Regions from separate parts of the Sus scrofa genome. Here regions 2, 3 and 4 are each linked to region 1. Evidence: chromatin contacts called from public HiChIP or PLAC-seq data. All regions are on one chromosome and are shown on one strand. Each heading gives the region's core, a stretch centred on a gene start, on an enhancer-like site or on the middle of the called end of the contact. The rest is flanking DNA. Distances are from core to core; before and after follow the strand shown. Region 1 holds the start of JUN (Jun proto-oncogene, AP-1 transcription factor subunit). Region 2 overlaps FGGY (FGGY carbohydrate kinase domain-containing protein). Region 3 overlaps FGGY (FGGY carbohydrate kinase domain-containing protein). Region 4 overlaps FGGY (FGGY carbohydrate kinase domain-containing protein).

Region 1 (3,614 bases), core at 527-3,026:
GTGTGTGTACACACATGTGAAGTGTGGTGTGCCCGTGCATGTTATGCGGGGGCGGCGAGAAGACGATCACCGGGGTTCCCCGAGTTTCGGATTACCTATAACGCTCATTCCCAACTGGGTGCCCCCTAATTCCACCCCCTGTTAAGAAACCGCCTCCGGTTCCCAAGGCAAAGCTGTGAACCCCGCGCGCTTTCTCCCATGGTCTGGAGGGTGAAGTAGGGGCGCGGCAGGGACTTAGATGAACACCCAGTTTCAAGCAATGCAAATCACTCGGCTTCCAGACAGCGCCGCGAACAGTCGCTCTTGAACTTGACCGGGAGACAAATTTCGGAGAGTTCTCAACGTGGGGGGCCGACTCTCCTAAACTTCAGCCCACTTTCACTCGCCCCCACAAGGGCCTTAACAGAGCCACCTTAAGGGCGGTGCTCCCGCCCCCCGGAAATGCGGGGGGGGGCAGGGACCTGGGCGCTTAGCCCGCCCCCTCCCCCCCGCGCGGCGGCGAAGTGCCCGCAGATGACATCGACCCCCTCAGTGACACCCGCCCAGCCCACTCAGGCCGAGCCATCGGGCCCGGTTCCCCAGCCTTCCGGGTCCCCGCATCCCCTGCCTTCCCTGAACTTGAGCCCGCCTCCTTCAGAGGCTGCGAGCCGCCGCCGGAGTCCGCCCAGCTTGCGGCAGCCACCGTCACTAGACAGTCAAACCCCAAGACGTCAGCCCACAATGCACCGGGCGGGCCAGGAAAGACGCGCCGAGGAGGGGAGGGGGAAGAGAGAGGCGCTAGTCGCGAGGAGAGGAGGGAGGGGAGGCAAAAGAAGGGCCCAACTGTAGGAGGGCAGCGGAGCATTACCTCATCCCGTGAGCCTCCGCGGGTCCAGAGAAGAATCTTCTAGGGTGGGGTCTCCATGGCGACGGGTGGGCCCGCCCTCCTGAGAGCGACAAGAGCCAATGGGAAGGCCTTGGGGTGACATCATGGGCTATTTTTAGGGGTTTACTGGTAGCAGATAAGTGTTGAGCTCCGGCTGGATAAGGGCTCAGAGTTGCACTGAGTGTGGCTGAAGCAGCGAGGCGGGAGTGGAGGTTCGCCGATTCAGGCAGGCAGACAGGCACCGTCAGTCGGGGCGGACTGCAAATCTTATTTTCTTTTCCATTTTCTCTCCCACGACCCGGAGCTAACGCCTGTGGCTCCCGGGCTGGTGTTTTGGGGAGTGCCGGGAGATCCCCTTCTCCAGCCGCCCCCAGGCGGAGAGCCCCGCTGCGCGGGCGCTGCTGACAGCTCGGAGAGCGGCCACTGTCCGCACGGGGAAGTCCGGAGACCAGCTGCAGCGGCGAGAAGTTTCCCGGCAAGGAGGACAGGGGACAAGTGGCCGCCGGGTCCCGGAGCGAACTTTCGCAAAGCTTCTCTCCGCCCGAAGCTGCCGCAGAGGCGGTAAAGAAAAGGAGGCGGTGGAGTGAGGAGGACGTGCGCTCCGCTCCGCTCGCACCGGTTGCTGAACTTGGGCGAGCGCGACCCGCGGCTGCCGGGCGCCCCCTCCCCCTCGCAGCGGAGGAGGGGACAGTCGTCGGAGTCCGGGCGGCGGAGACCCGCCGCGGGCAGGCCACCGCGGGCTTTGCGCTGCCTGCCTCCGCCTGGAAGCGAGTTCGTCCGCGGGCTCCGAGGAACCGCTGCTCCCGAGAGCTCACCGTGAGTGACCGCGACTTTTTCAAAGCCGGGAAGCGCGCGCGAGCGGACGAGTAAGAGTGCGGGCGGCGTCTCAACCTTGCGATCCCCCGGAGCGAGCTGGTGAGGAGGGCGCAGGGGGGAGGCCAGCCGGCGGGGGCGCGCGCTCTTAGAGAAACTTTCCTCGCTCACGGCCCCGGGAAGCGCGGGTGTCCCCCGTTTGCCAGCGCGCTGTTGCGGCCCCGAAACTTCTGCGCGCAACCCAAACTCACCCCACGTGAAGTGACGGACTGTTCTATGACTGCAAAGATGGAAACGACCTTCTACGACGATGCCCTCAACGCCTCGTTCCTCCAGTCCGAGAGCGGTGCCTACGGCTACAGTAACCCCAAGATCCTGAAGCAGAGCATGACCCTGAACCTGGCTGACCCGGTGGGCAACCTGAAGCCGCACCTACGGGCCAAGAACTCCGACCTCCTCACCTCGCCCGACGTGGGGCTGCTCAAGCTGGCGTCGCCCGAACTCGAGCGCCTGATAATCCAGTCCAGTAACGGGCACATCACCACCACGCCGACCCCTACCCAGTTCCTATGCCCCAAGAACGTGACTGACGAGCAGGAGGGCTTCGCCGAGGGGTTCGTGCGCGCGCTGGCCGAACTGCACAGCCAGAACACTCTGCCCAGCGTCACGTCGGCGGCGCAGCCGGTCAGCGGGGCGGGCCTGGTGGCTCCGGCGGTAGCTTCAGTGGCGGGCGGCAGCGGCAGCGGCGGCTTCAGCGCCAGCCTACACAGCGAGCCGCCAGTCTACGCTAATCTCAGCAACTTCAACCCCGGCGCGCTGAGCAGCGGCGGCGGGGCGCCCTCCTACGGCGCGGCGGGCCTGGCCTTTCCCGCTCAGCCCCAGCAGCAGCAACAGCAACCACCGCAGCCGCCGCACCACCTGCCCCAGCAGATCCCCGTGCAGCACCCGCGGCTGCAGGCCCTGAAGGAGGAGCCGCAGACGGTGCCCGAGATGCCCGGGGAAACCCCGCCCCTGTCTCCCATCGACATGGAGTCGCAGGAGCGGATCAAGGCGGAGAGGAAGCGCATGAGGAACCGCATCGCTGCCTCCAAGTGCCGGAAAAGGAAGCTGGAGAGGATCGCCCGGCTGGAGGAAAAAGTGAAAACCTTGAAAGCGCAGAACTCGGAGCTGGCGTCCACCGCCAACATGCTCAGGGAACAGGTGGCCCAGCTTAAACAAAAAGTCATGAACCACGTTAACAGTGGGTGCCAACTCATGCTAACGCAGCAGTTGCAAACGTTTTGAGGCGAGACTGTTGGGGGCTGAGGGGCAATGGAGAAAAAAAAAAAAATAGCAGAGAGACAGACTTGAGAACTTGACAAGTTGCGAGAGAGAGGGAGAAAAAAAAAAGAAGTGTCGGAGGACTAAAGCCAAGGGTATCCAAGTTGGACTGGGTTGCGTCCTGACGGCGCCCCCAGTGTGCACGAGTGGGAAGGACTTGGCTCGCCCTCCCTCGGCGCGGAGCCAGGGAGCGGCAGCCCGCGGGCTGCCCCGCTTTGCGAACGGGCTGTCCCCGCGCAAACAGAACGTTAAGACTTTTCTTTAACACTGACCAAGAACTGCATGGACCTAACATTCGATCTCATTCAGTATTAAGGGGGGGGAGGGGGGAGGGTTGCAAACTGCAATAGAGACTGTAGATTGCTTCTGTAGTACTCCTTAACACAAAGGGGGGGGTGGGGGAGGGGAGGCGGGAGGGAGGTTTGTGAGAGCGAGGCCCAGCCTGCAGATGAACTCTTTCTGGCCTGCCTTCCATTACTGTGTATGTACATATATATATTTTTTAATTTGATGAAAGCTGATTACTGTCAATAAACAGCTTCATGCCTTTGTAAGTTATTTCATGTTTGTTTGTTTGGGTGTCCTGCCCAGTTGTTGTTTGTAAATAAGAAATTTT
Region 2 (3,614 bases), core at 652-3,151, 590 kb before region 1:
TTTTTTGGCCTTTCAGGGCCACTCCTGGGGCATATGGAAGCTCCCAAGCTAGGTGTGGAATCTGAGCTGTAGCCATAGGCCTACGCCGTAGCCGAAGGAACGCCAGATCTGAGCTGCATCTGTGACCTACACCACAGCTCATGGCAATGCTGGATCCTTAAACCACTGAGTGAGGCCAGGGATCAAACCTGCATCCTCATGGATACTAGTTAGATTCATTTCAGCTGAGCCAGGATGGGAACTCCTATTTCTTTTTTTTTAAGTGCTGACACATGTTCCAACTTAAATGAACCTTAAAAAATGTATGCTAACTGAAAGAAGCCAGACATAAAATGCCACATATCATATAATTCCATTTATGTATAATGTGCAGAACAGACAAATCCGTAGGGACAGAAAGTAGATTTGTGTTGCCACGGGCTGGGGGAAGGGGGAATGGGGAGTGACTACTAATGAATATTGGAATCTTTTGGTAGTGATGAAAATATTCTAGAATTAAATAGTGGTGACAGTTGCATAATCTCATGAATATATAAGAAATCACCAAAATATGCACTTAGTATGGTAAATACTATGGACTATGAATTGTATCTCAATTACAAAAAAACCCGTTTTGAATAGTCCTAGCTGGCTATCATATTAGATTGTGTGGATCTAAGTGAACAGAACAATCTTGTTCTCCTATCCCTACCTGTCTTTTAGCTACAAGTGGCCAGGCAACCTTATTCCACCCAAAGAGACATAGGCAGAAATCCAGTAGGAGAGTTTTTGGAAAAGCTTTTACTTTTCTCATTTTTAAAAAAGATGAACAAAAAGAAAAAGGAGATACTGCTTTCTCCATTTTTTCCCCACTCTTCTAGTATTAAAGGTGGATGCAATGTCTGGAGCTACAGCAATGATCTCATAACCATGAGGTTACTAGCCTGAAGGAAAAGTCTACACAACTAAAGATATGCTCATTTTGACATGGTCTAATCACCTTTGGACTTTTATTTAAGAGCAAGAGAGTAGGAAATCAAGTCTACTTGTTGAAGCCACTGTAAAACGGCCATATTTTCAGAGTTAATAAAATATATAAGGCAAAAAAAAAAATTCTGTCGCTTGTTAAGTACTACATAAGTGTTAGGCATGATTACTGTCATTATAACTCGCATCGCATCGCAACCCTTTTTTTTTTCACCATCAAATCCACTGAAACCCCTTTTTAGACATACCTTTCCTATCCCTGCCCTCATGAAATTTTAATACCTATACATATCTGTTTACATTGTTAGGTAGGGATGGGCTTTAGAAGGCTACACATCACTGCAGTATCTCAGATACTTTCATCCTCCAAAAACCAATGTTTGCACTTTTGCAAATATATTCCTGATATATGCTTCTTCCCCAGGGCAACCCGTTGATTTAAATAAGAGCTTCTTGCTATTATCATGAAGCTGAATGCATTCCTAACTGATTCATCTTCCTCCACTGCAACCAATGGATTTATAAGAGCTGACATGATTGTAGAGACCCTGCCTCACTCACCGCACCAGATTCCCCTGGGAATGGACCACTGACTAAAGCTGAGATCATTATAACATACCACTCCCTGGGACTAGTTGAAAGGATGTAGACCTGACCCATATGAAAATAATCAAAATTCTTCCCCAGGACTTTGGAAATGGAGAATAGACAAAGCATAGATCAGCTGTTCTCTGCTGCAGGAGCTCTGGTTCCTGAGCCTGAGGACTCCCTGTAGCCTGTAAGGGAACCTGGACAACAGGAAGGAAAGCAGCATTTAGGAACAAGAGACAAGGCCCATGATTCGGAGATGAATAGAACAGCGTGGGCCTAAGGAGGTCCCAGTCTAGCAGAGGGAATCATTGCAACAGGATGTGCTAAGTGCTGGGAGTAGCCCTGGGCTACAGTTACTCAGAGGAGAAGCCCTGGAGGGGCTGGCAGAGGCTTCCTGGGGATGAGACACTAGAATTGCGCCTATGGCCACATCACAAGAAATGACACATGGCGGTGTGCCCACAGTCAAGCCAGCTCTGCTGTGGATGCTAATCCACACACCTCAGTAAAGCAGAGAGCACAGTGTCAGCGAACAATTATCACTTGGAGCGTAGTACCAACATATTTATCAATAACCCTTGTTTTCGTTTTCCTGAGGTAAGGAATCTGAAATATAGAAAAATGTATTGAACAAAAAAGCAACTCTAAGCTCACGACAGAGTTATATCTGTTTTTATAGAAAAACAACTCCACTGAGGTCTGCTGCTCACATTTTCCTACAGCCTCTTCCAGCCTTTTCCAAGTCCCCTCAAGAGCAGCGAAATATTTTCTGTTTTGAGCCTCCCCAAAAGCTTTTGGTTTAGGCATTAGACTTGATCCCACCATACGATGAGGAAACACGAGCTTGGTGAACTTAGAAGAGCCGAGAATCACTCTTGAGCAAGTGGAGCAGATGTGATTCTGTACCAGACTCTCTGACTCCAAAGCACAGCCACCCCTCAACCCCCACCACCTGATTCCTCCACAAATATCTGACCACAAGAGGGAAACAATCAGAACGAATGTCCCATTGCTCCAGATATCCTCCACCTGCCTCTTCAGATGCACCCCCTAACCTTCTCCACCCTGCTTTCTCACCCAGGATGGTGGTGGTATGAATCACAGCCAAAGCCCCGTCCCACCCCACCCCTGCTGCCCCCCGCCCTCTGGCCTGGAACTGGTTTGGCCAAGGAGGGGACACTGAGGGACATCAGAAGACCAGAGGGAAGTGTGGCCTGGCGGTGACTCTCTACCAATGGTCAAACTCCTGAGGCTCTCTGCAGATCATCTCTCCAGGACCTGGTAACACGCCCACCCACACCCTTGTCCTTGGCACCGGCGCCCATTCTGGGCGCCCAGGGGTCTTGTGTACATTCCCCTGTGGTTTCCCCACACTTGCCCATTCTTCTTAAATTACCCCACTGGTGTGTGCCACCTGCTTTTTGCAGGGACTCTGGTTAATACACTGACAAAACAGGATGGACACAGGCATTCCAGTGGGTACTGGATGAATACCAGTGGAGCCCTCTCCCACCTTCTCACTCTTCTCCTTATGCCAGTTTCCAGAGAGGGAAGACAAAGAACAGCTACGATTATGTGAAGATGGAAGTTAAGGTAGACAGGTCAGAATCCTACCTGCTCTATACCCCTTGAGTACACATAAGGTTTACAAGTAACCAGAATCTGAAGGAAGCCATGTTTGTGGTAGAGATTTGGGACTTAAAAAAAAAAGCTTTTTGCCAAGACTGAGTAATATTCCAGGTCACTATTAATCAACTTTTCCTTTTCACCTCCACCTTCCTTCCTCTTCCTGGTCCTTCAAAAGCTGAATTCCTGCACCAACAGAAGAGATCAAATTAATTTTAGCACATGCAAGGTTAAAAGCTGTCAATTCCAAGATCCATTTTTCCTTAACTAATAAAAATGGGTGTCAAAATAGTCATGTTAGAACAAAAATTCAAACACAGTTTGAGAGAATTACCTTCACGATTTCCCATTTTCCAATGGATTTATGTAAGAAATACATACTAAAAGGTCAAAAGAACTTCTAGCGAGAGAAAAACATCAGGAAAGTGACC
Region 3 (3,614 bases), core at 372-2,871, 560 kb before region 1:
GCCCAAAAGTCTCTTAAATTTTCCCAAACCATTTCGACAAAGCCCAGATCTCAGGGCCAGAGGGAGGGGGGCTTTTCACTGCAAACCAAACAAGTGGTGGAGACAAATGCAGTGTGAGAGGAACCAGGATTTCCATCCTTCCTCCCTTGCTGGAAGATTGAGCCACACCAAATGACATCGCTTAGGAGCCATGCAGACCTAGTTTCAGATCCAGCCTCTGCTCCTTCATGGCTGTGTGATGATGAACGTGTCCCCTGTCTTGGTTTCCTCATCTGTTAAAATGATACAAGGATCAAATCGGATAACGGGCATGCTGCCCAGGAATGCCAGCTCCCTTTCCTCTGGGTACACCTTTCTGTGCTTTCTCCCCCTTTTTGCCCAACTCTTGGGATGGGTAGGTCGGTCCTTTGTCTATGCTTTCAGCGTATTCTGTAGAGATCTCCGCTGGAGCACATCATTCTCTTATTCATTCAGCAAGTACCCCCTGGAAGCAAAGATGAACGTGGACATGCAACTGTCCTCAAGAGGCCTGCATCTGGTGAATAAGCAGGGAACCCTTCTCTACCATGACAGAGATGCTCCTTGATGGGCTGGAGCCATGCCTCCTCCTCGGACACGGGGCAGGTCAGACCCAAATGAAAATAATCGAGTCGGCCTCCCACCTCCCCATCTCCCGGCCAGCACTTCACCTCACCCCTCTCTCGGCTCTGCTCTCATCAGGCCCAGCCATGCTGGTCCACACATCCTCTGCATGCCTGGATCAATGAAGTTTGGTTTTACAGGGCACTGGGCCCATTGTTGGCTCTCACCTCAAGAACAAAGAAGAATACTGGCCCTTCCAAGGCAAAACAAAGGCCGACTTCTCCTCCATGGTTCCCTTTTCCTTTATGGGCAACAGTATGCAGACCCCTGGCCCTCCACTGAACTACATTTAAAACAGCTTTTGTGAAGGGTGGACACAGCGGCCATTTTTGTGTATGTGCCTGCCCGCAGCAATGAACTGATTGTAACATGAACAACGTGCACTTCTTCCCACTTCTGACAGAATAGATGACATTGTGCTGAGGGCCAGGGAGGGGGTGGGGGCCTAACGAAAAAAAAAAAAAAAAGCCCTAAGGTTTATTACAAGGAATTCTGATAAAAAGCACTTCGAAGCCTCTTTCCCATCATCAAAAAACCACACTGGGCAAGATCAGAGCTTAACAGCCGACAAAAAAACACATTCAATCCCTGAGATCATTTTCCTGAAATAGAAAACTACATATGTTTCTCAAATTTCATATCAAGCCACTGCAGAGGCCAGACTGCAGGGCTGAACTGGGCCAAAGTCGGGGGGGGGGAGGGGGGGGATGGGATGGGAAAGGGAGTAAACAGAAGAAAACGAGCCCATTCTTCCACATCACCACGTTTCTCTAGCACAATCTAAACTTACAAACACCCCCAGTTTCACAGAACTTGTAGTTAGGGTTGCTTATCGGGCAGTCTTTACTTTGTCAAATTAAGACACATTGCCTTGGATTAGCAAGACTCCTTAAATTCAAAATGACTTCATGGTTGGCTCGGAGTTCAGTGTCTCTAGGGCCAGCCGCCAGGAACATATCCACTGCGGAGCCCCGCTCCTCTCCATATGACCTGCCTGACTTTTCCATGGAGACAGCAGAGCAAAATCCCAGGCAGACAGGCTGTCAGTGTTAATTAAAAGTCCAAACACCTCTTTAGAAACTATCTGCAGCTCAATATTTATACAGAGTATAAGACTCCTAACAGGCAGGGCCGGAGAGGGGAGCAGGAGGTTGAGGGCGGAAATAGGTTTGACTGGCATTTGGAACCCATTAATTTTTAAAAGACAGGCTGCCACTCTAGGTAGGACTGAGAGAGGTTCAAAAACGTAACGAAACCAGAAAGATGAATGAGCTGAAGATTGTTTAGAAAGCCCGGGGAGAGTGCTCAGCTTTTGAAAAGAATAATATCTGGGCAATAATGAGAGCTGACACTTTTTAGTGGTGAATGCAGTTTTTGGCACATTTTAACAATGCAGGTTGACAATGTTTCATATTTAACAAAAGGAAAAGCAATCTTCTAAATGACTTGGGAACAAAGGGCTCCCTGACTGCAATTTCTTAATAACATTTAAGAATTCTCTTCAAAGGCCCTTGACTATAATTTAGAGCAAGGAAGAAAAATGAAGAAAACAAGAAAAAAAGAAGGTGTATTTAAAAAATAATAAACTAACTAGAAGAGGTGAAAAAAGAAGACAAGGATACAGCATTCTGACACTAAATTATATCCCAAAGGGTTGAATTTAATGTCAGGCTTTTATAATACTTCTTCCAATAACCTGAGCTTTAAGAAAGAAGTCAAAGGGAGACTTTGGTCGACACCATTACTTTTGGACTCAGAGGTTCAGTCCAGGGAGGGGCTAAATGGATCACCTAATCCAGCCACCACACTCTGCAGACAAACTGAGCACCAAGGGCCCAGGGTTACCTGGCTGGACCAGATATTTCTTCCAAGTTTCAAACCATGCCACCAGGTGTATTTTATGCTATGTGTCCTAAGGCCTCACCATCAAGGCCACAGAGTTCTTACAGTATCCAAGACTGAATATTGACACCGTTAATCAGACTGAAACTCAGAGGCTACCTAGAATCACACAAGTACAGCATATCCAAAAGTTCACAAGAGTTCACCTACAGTGGCAGCCATCCAGGATAGCAAACTGATTTAAGAGGCCACCAAGACCAAAATGTCCTGTCCCTCCCAAGGAAGGCCTTCCGGGGTCAGAGAAAAGAACTCTAAACAATATATGACTTGGATATGGTCCCCTTAAAACCTAACCCCTACTTCACTTAGCAGTTTCACCCTCACAGCAAGAACCTTCCGGGATTCTGTAATAGCACCTGGAAAACGTGATCTCTATTCTTGAGCATTTTTACAGTTTCAAAACATTTTCAGCAGGAGTTCCCTGATAGTTCTGAGGTTTAAGGATCTGGTGTTGTCACTGCTTTGGCTCTGTTTACTGCTGTGACACAGGTTCAATCCCTGGCCTGGGAACATGCCATGGGTGCAGTCAAAAATGTTATTTCAGCAAAGAATATACTGTCATACTATTTGTAAATGAGGACTCCCAGCCTGAGATTGCTCCACTTTTACCATATTAAAGAGCAAACAAGACTAGATTCTAAAAGAAATTCAAGGTCTCAGAGAAAACTGGTAAGCAAAGGAAATGCTATACAGCTACTCAGTTGAAAAATTACAGTCCTACTGGCTGTATGACTTTCAAGGGTATGGAACTCACATCTAGATCTATACCAAAGAGCTGAAAAAGACAGATGAATGGATAAAGAAGATGTGGCGTGTGTGTCTATGTGTATATATGTGTGTGTGTGTGCACATATATTTTATAAAATATGTATGCCACAAATGTGGCCCTAAAAAGACAAATATTTATATATATACATATGCACATGATGGATTATTACACAGCCTAAAATATAATGAAATAATGCCATTTGTAGCAACATAAATGGGCCTAGAAATTATTATACTAAGTGAATAAGCCAGACAAAGAAAGACATTTATCACATGATACTACTTACATGTGGAATCTAAAA
Region 4 (3,614 bases), core at 429-2,928, 540 kb before region 1:
GTTTCGGTGATCAGTTCTCAGGGAGAAAAGCCTCATTCTAAAGACTCCAGAAATCCAAGGCCAATGAGAAATAAACCACGAAACCAATGCAGCAACAACCAGTGCCTCCAGCCAAGGCCAAGCTGTCCTCCTCAACTCCGAAAACAACTGCTTCTGTTAGATCTTGTGTACGGCCACTAAAGACCCTGCAGAATGAGAGCTTTCAGCCTGGAGCCTTGCGGACAGCCGCTGCCGCGGACAATGGAACCCGGGCAGAATATCTCGAAGAGAACTGCAGGCCTCCTGCCAGAAAGAGACACGCTGGGGGCAGGAGGTGCAAGGCAGCCAGGCAGCGTCATCTTTTCTTGAGACAACGCTGGCTTCACTGAGCCGAGGCGCGACCTCCCCACAGGATGAGAAACTTGCGAGGAGTGTTTCCCTAAAAGGATGCACAGGGTCTCTGGGGAGAAGACAGCAGCAGTGTGTACCCTCTGCCTTCCCCACAAAAGCAAAGTCTGAAGCTTGGCCAGCAGAGGGAAGTGGGGGAAGAGTCTGCCTGGACGAGTGGGACTTTTTCCAGGAGCCTGACCCCTTACTTGGAGATGCTGACACTACCTACGAGGTTCCCATGCTGTTCTGAAGTTGAGCTCCATGATTCACAAGTGCTTAGTCATCACATGCTAGATTGGCAAAGGGCCTATGAGCCCCCGTGGATGGATTTTTAATCCAGGGCCATGGGAAAATCTCTCCATCTCTCCCTCGCCCCAGAGAGGACAACCACAGCCAAGGGTCTCGATGTTACTGAATTAATCTACCCTTGGAACCACTGGGCTTGCATCAGACACGGTGATTCTCTTCGTAGGTCCTTCCACAGCTTACAAGAGTGCCCCCGCACACCTCCTCTCCTTGGATTCTCAGGGCGGCGGTGGGGGACAGGTGCCTACAAAGGATGTAGAAACTTAGGTTTGAACGACAAGGTCATAGCCCAGGGCTTCCTGCTCTAAGGTGACAGTTCCTTTGCCCAGGCCACAGTCACCACCCGAAGGCTCCCAGATCTAGCAGAGCTGTGGGTTTTGGCCTTTTGGAAGCATCGTGATGGAAGCTTTTACCATTCTTTACAGAGAGAAAAACAAAAAACCAAAACAAAACAAAGAAAAGCCCTCCCCAACATATTTTTAATTTTTTTTTTCCTAATATTAGAGCTCTCACTTTCAATCCGGGGCAACTCACTTAAATTCTAAGACCTTGATAACAACCTCCGGGCACAAATGGTGCACAGGTTACAGGAAACACAGAGCATGTCCCCAGCGCATGCCAATGTCAGGCACACCTCACTGTGTAAGCACTGAATCGGATTCAAATGAGGAGCAGAGCTCTCTGTGCTGAAGGAGCAAAGTCTATGTCCCAGTTACCAAGCAACTAACAAAAACTAGTCTTTTCAAGAAAGAAGAAAGAAAAAAAAAAAGAGAGAGGGAGAGAAATCAGCAGTGATTGGGGTGTGTGACTTGGCAATAGAGGCTCCCGCATTCCAATAACAATCCTTTGAGCTAAGCGATCCCTCAGGCTTGAAAGCAACCAAAGAGAACAACTCTTTTTTTATAAAATCATCTATTACTTCATAAAACCACAGCCTTTCTTGGGAGGTGGCTACCACTCAAAACACACACAGCTGCAGGGCTCAGCAGAGGGCGGAGATGGAGTAATAGATCCAAGATTCAGGGCCAGGCAGCAGCCAGCCCACCAGGCTGGGGCACAGAGCTGGAACCCTCTTCCATGCCTTCTCACTGTCCTGTCCAGGGAGGGGGTGAGGTCTCCGCTGGCTTCCAGATCCCAAGGGAACCTGGAGGGGGGTGTTGGGGTGAGGAGTGGAAGATGAAGCAGACACTGCAAAGTATGTTGGGAGACGCCAGGCTCTAGGAACAGCATGAGAAAGAAGGGGCTGGCCAATTAAAAAAGGCTCATCTAAGTGTTTTGCTATGACTTGCAAAGGGAAGCTATTGGGCTCCCTGCTGTGTGCAGTGAATGAAACTCTCCTCCCACTAAGTGATCCTGCCAGAACATCCCAAATACTCACGATGTTGTTTTCCAGCACAACTACCCAACAAAAAGCAAAACTTGATCCTCACGCCACCCAGGACTGTGAATCAGGGCACAGGCTGATAACCCGGAGAGGAAAGATGTTTCAGGAAGAAACTCAATCCTTAAGCTCACTCTTTGGGGAAAAGAAAAAAAAAAATGCTGAAAAACATGTTCATAATCCCCAACCCGAAAATTCCCAGAATGAATGAAACAATTGTGTTTCAAACTCTCATACACAGAGAAAGAGACCAAACGCTGGAGATACTTCAGTCAGACAGATATGCTGAGAGCTTTGTGCTACCAGAGGCATCGCACAAAGGTGACATCTCTTTGCTTAAAGTGGTCCTGCAGTTCTTCGTGGCCCAGAATCACATTTTATCTGCTTGACATGGCTCACAGGACACTTGACAACCTAGCTCCAACTTGGCCACGACTTTTATGAATTCTTCTGGGCTCACTGCCCCCTCTCTTAGCCACTCCCCACCCTGATCTCACCTCATTTCATTCCCTTCCCCAAACACACTGTACTTCTTCATATTTTCCTGCCCCTGTTGAGGTCTCTACTGAGACTGTTTTCCCATCTTCTCTCATGATCAAACATCTACCTTTGATTCAAATGCAGCTCAAATGTCACCCTTACCCCCCATCTCTTGCTGTGTCCTAGCTATATATTCACACACTTAAATCCATCTCAAAAAGACAAATTCCTGTAGGGCAAAAGCCAGCTAACGCGTGGGGAAAAAAAAAAAGTTTCAGGAGGTACAAAGAAATTTAAAGTCAGACACTTCTATGATGAAATTACAACAACGCTGGAGAAAGACGTGTGCAAAGGAAACGGTAATTAATAAGATGATGTATGACAATAATGTAATGAGCCTGATAGCAAGGTTTGGTGAGTCAGCCTCATAACTTTATCATAATATTTTGTGTGTGTGGCCATATATCTGCCTCTAATGAGTAATCACAGAGTTCAGAAGAGGAAGGGGCTTTGAGGCCAGGGTGACTAAAAAAGACTTCATGGGGGGAGAGATTTGAGCTGAAGTCTAAAGGTCCAGCAGAATAAATGCTTATGCTACTGCTGAGAACAACTTCCAAGAAACACAACTCTGAAATGCTAAGGTAGATCACCCCCCTGAGAGGAGGACTGAACTTCACAGAATTTATTTGCAAAAAGAAATAATTCCATTTTGTGTGTGTGTGTGTGTGTGTGTGTGTGTGTGTGTTTCCCCATTTCTGGCTGCCCCGTGGCATATGGAGCTCCCGGGCCGTGGATCAGATCCAAGCCACAGTCACAACCTAAGCAGCAGATGTGGCAATGCTGGATCCTTAACCCACTGTGCTGGACTGGGGATCAAACCCGAATCTCAGCGTTCCGAAGACGCCGCTGATCTCCGTGCAACACAGTGGGAGCTCCCCACTGTACATTAAATTATTTAATTTTCAAGAACTGGATACATATGTGCATCTTCCTCCCTCCAGCTCCCCTAAAGCCCTACCGTTGTACAGAAAGGTCAATTTATAATCCACACTGCAGCTGATTTCCCAACCGTAAAAAT

What was found. HiChIP or PLAC-seq counts read pairs in DNA pulled down with a chosen protein or histone mark.
Region 2: an H3K27ac HiChIP or PLAC-seq map of alveolar macrophages shows a contact between it and region 1. The contact joins the enhancer-like site here to the promoter of JUN in region 1. A contact is called at or near these places in 3 of 5 promoter capture datasets (fetal skeletal muscle and liver), 4 of 47 Hi-C or Micro-C datasets (fetal heart ventricle, psoas muscle, skeletal muscle and 1 more) and 2 of 2 datasets of contacts at active chromatin or transcription factors (alveolar macrophages and skeletal muscle).
Region 3: an H3K27ac HiChIP or PLAC-seq map of skeletal muscle shows a contact between it and region 1. The contact joins the enhancer-like site here to the promoter of JUN in region 1. A contact is called at or near these places in 1 of 5 promoter capture datasets (fetal skeletal muscle), 4 of 47 Hi-C or Micro-C datasets (embryonic fibroblasts, fetal heart ventricle and skeletal muscle) and 2 of 2 datasets of contacts at active chromatin or transcription factors (alveolar macrophages and skeletal muscle).
Region 4: a contact with region 1 is called in an H3K27ac HiChIP or PLAC-seq map of skeletal muscle. The contact joins the enhancer-like site here to the promoter of JUN in region 1. A contact is called at or near these places in 2 of 5 promoter capture datasets (fetal skeletal muscle and liver), 5 of 47 Hi-C or Micro-C datasets (fibroblasts, heart right ventricle, retroperitoneal adipose tissue and 2 more) and 2 of 2 datasets of contacts at active chromatin or transcription factors (alveolar macrophages and skeletal muscle).

Annotation. Positions count from the first base shown.
Region 1 is chr6:153,684,649-153,688,262 of Sscrofa11.1, forward strand. JUN (Jun proto-oncogene, AP-1 transcription factor subunit) reads left to right here and starts at 1,777. Exons shown (of 1, transcript NM_213880.1): 1 at 1,777-2,987. The coding sequence starts at 1,955. The coding sequence ends at 2,962.
Region 2 is chr6:153,092,585-153,096,198 of Sscrofa11.1, forward strand. All of the region lies in intron 5 of FGGY (FGGY carbohydrate kinase domain-containing protein), which reads right to left. Among named protein-coding and RNA genes, the nearest start is that of FGGY, 120 kb to the right of the region's middle. Within about 2 kb of position 1,902, at least 3 of the 83 cell types and tissues checked have an H3K27ac peak or open chromatin away from gene starts, as enhancers often do. A contact at or near this core is called in alveolar macrophages, where this site is marked.
Region 3 is chr6:153,124,605-153,128,218 of Sscrofa11.1, forward strand. All of the region lies in intron 5 of FGGY (FGGY carbohydrate kinase domain-containing protein), which reads right to left. Among named protein-coding and RNA genes, the nearest start is that of FGGY, 87 kb to the right of the region's middle. Within about 2 kb of position 1,622, at least 40 of the 83 cell types and tissues checked have an H3K27ac peak or open chromatin away from gene starts, as enhancers often do. A contact at or near this core is called in fetal skeletal muscle and skeletal muscle, where this site is marked.
Region 4 is chr6:153,143,948-153,147,561 of Sscrofa11.1, forward strand. The region is part of intron 4 of FGGY (FGGY carbohydrate kinase domain-containing protein); the gene reads right to left. Among named protein-coding and RNA genes, the nearest start is that of FGGY, 67 kb to the right of the region's middle. Within about 2 kb of position 1,679, at least 31 of the 83 cell types and tissues checked have an H3K27ac peak or open chromatin away from gene starts, as enhancers often do. A contact at or near this core is called in alveolar macrophages, retroperitoneal adipose tissue, skeletal muscle and 1 more, where this site is marked.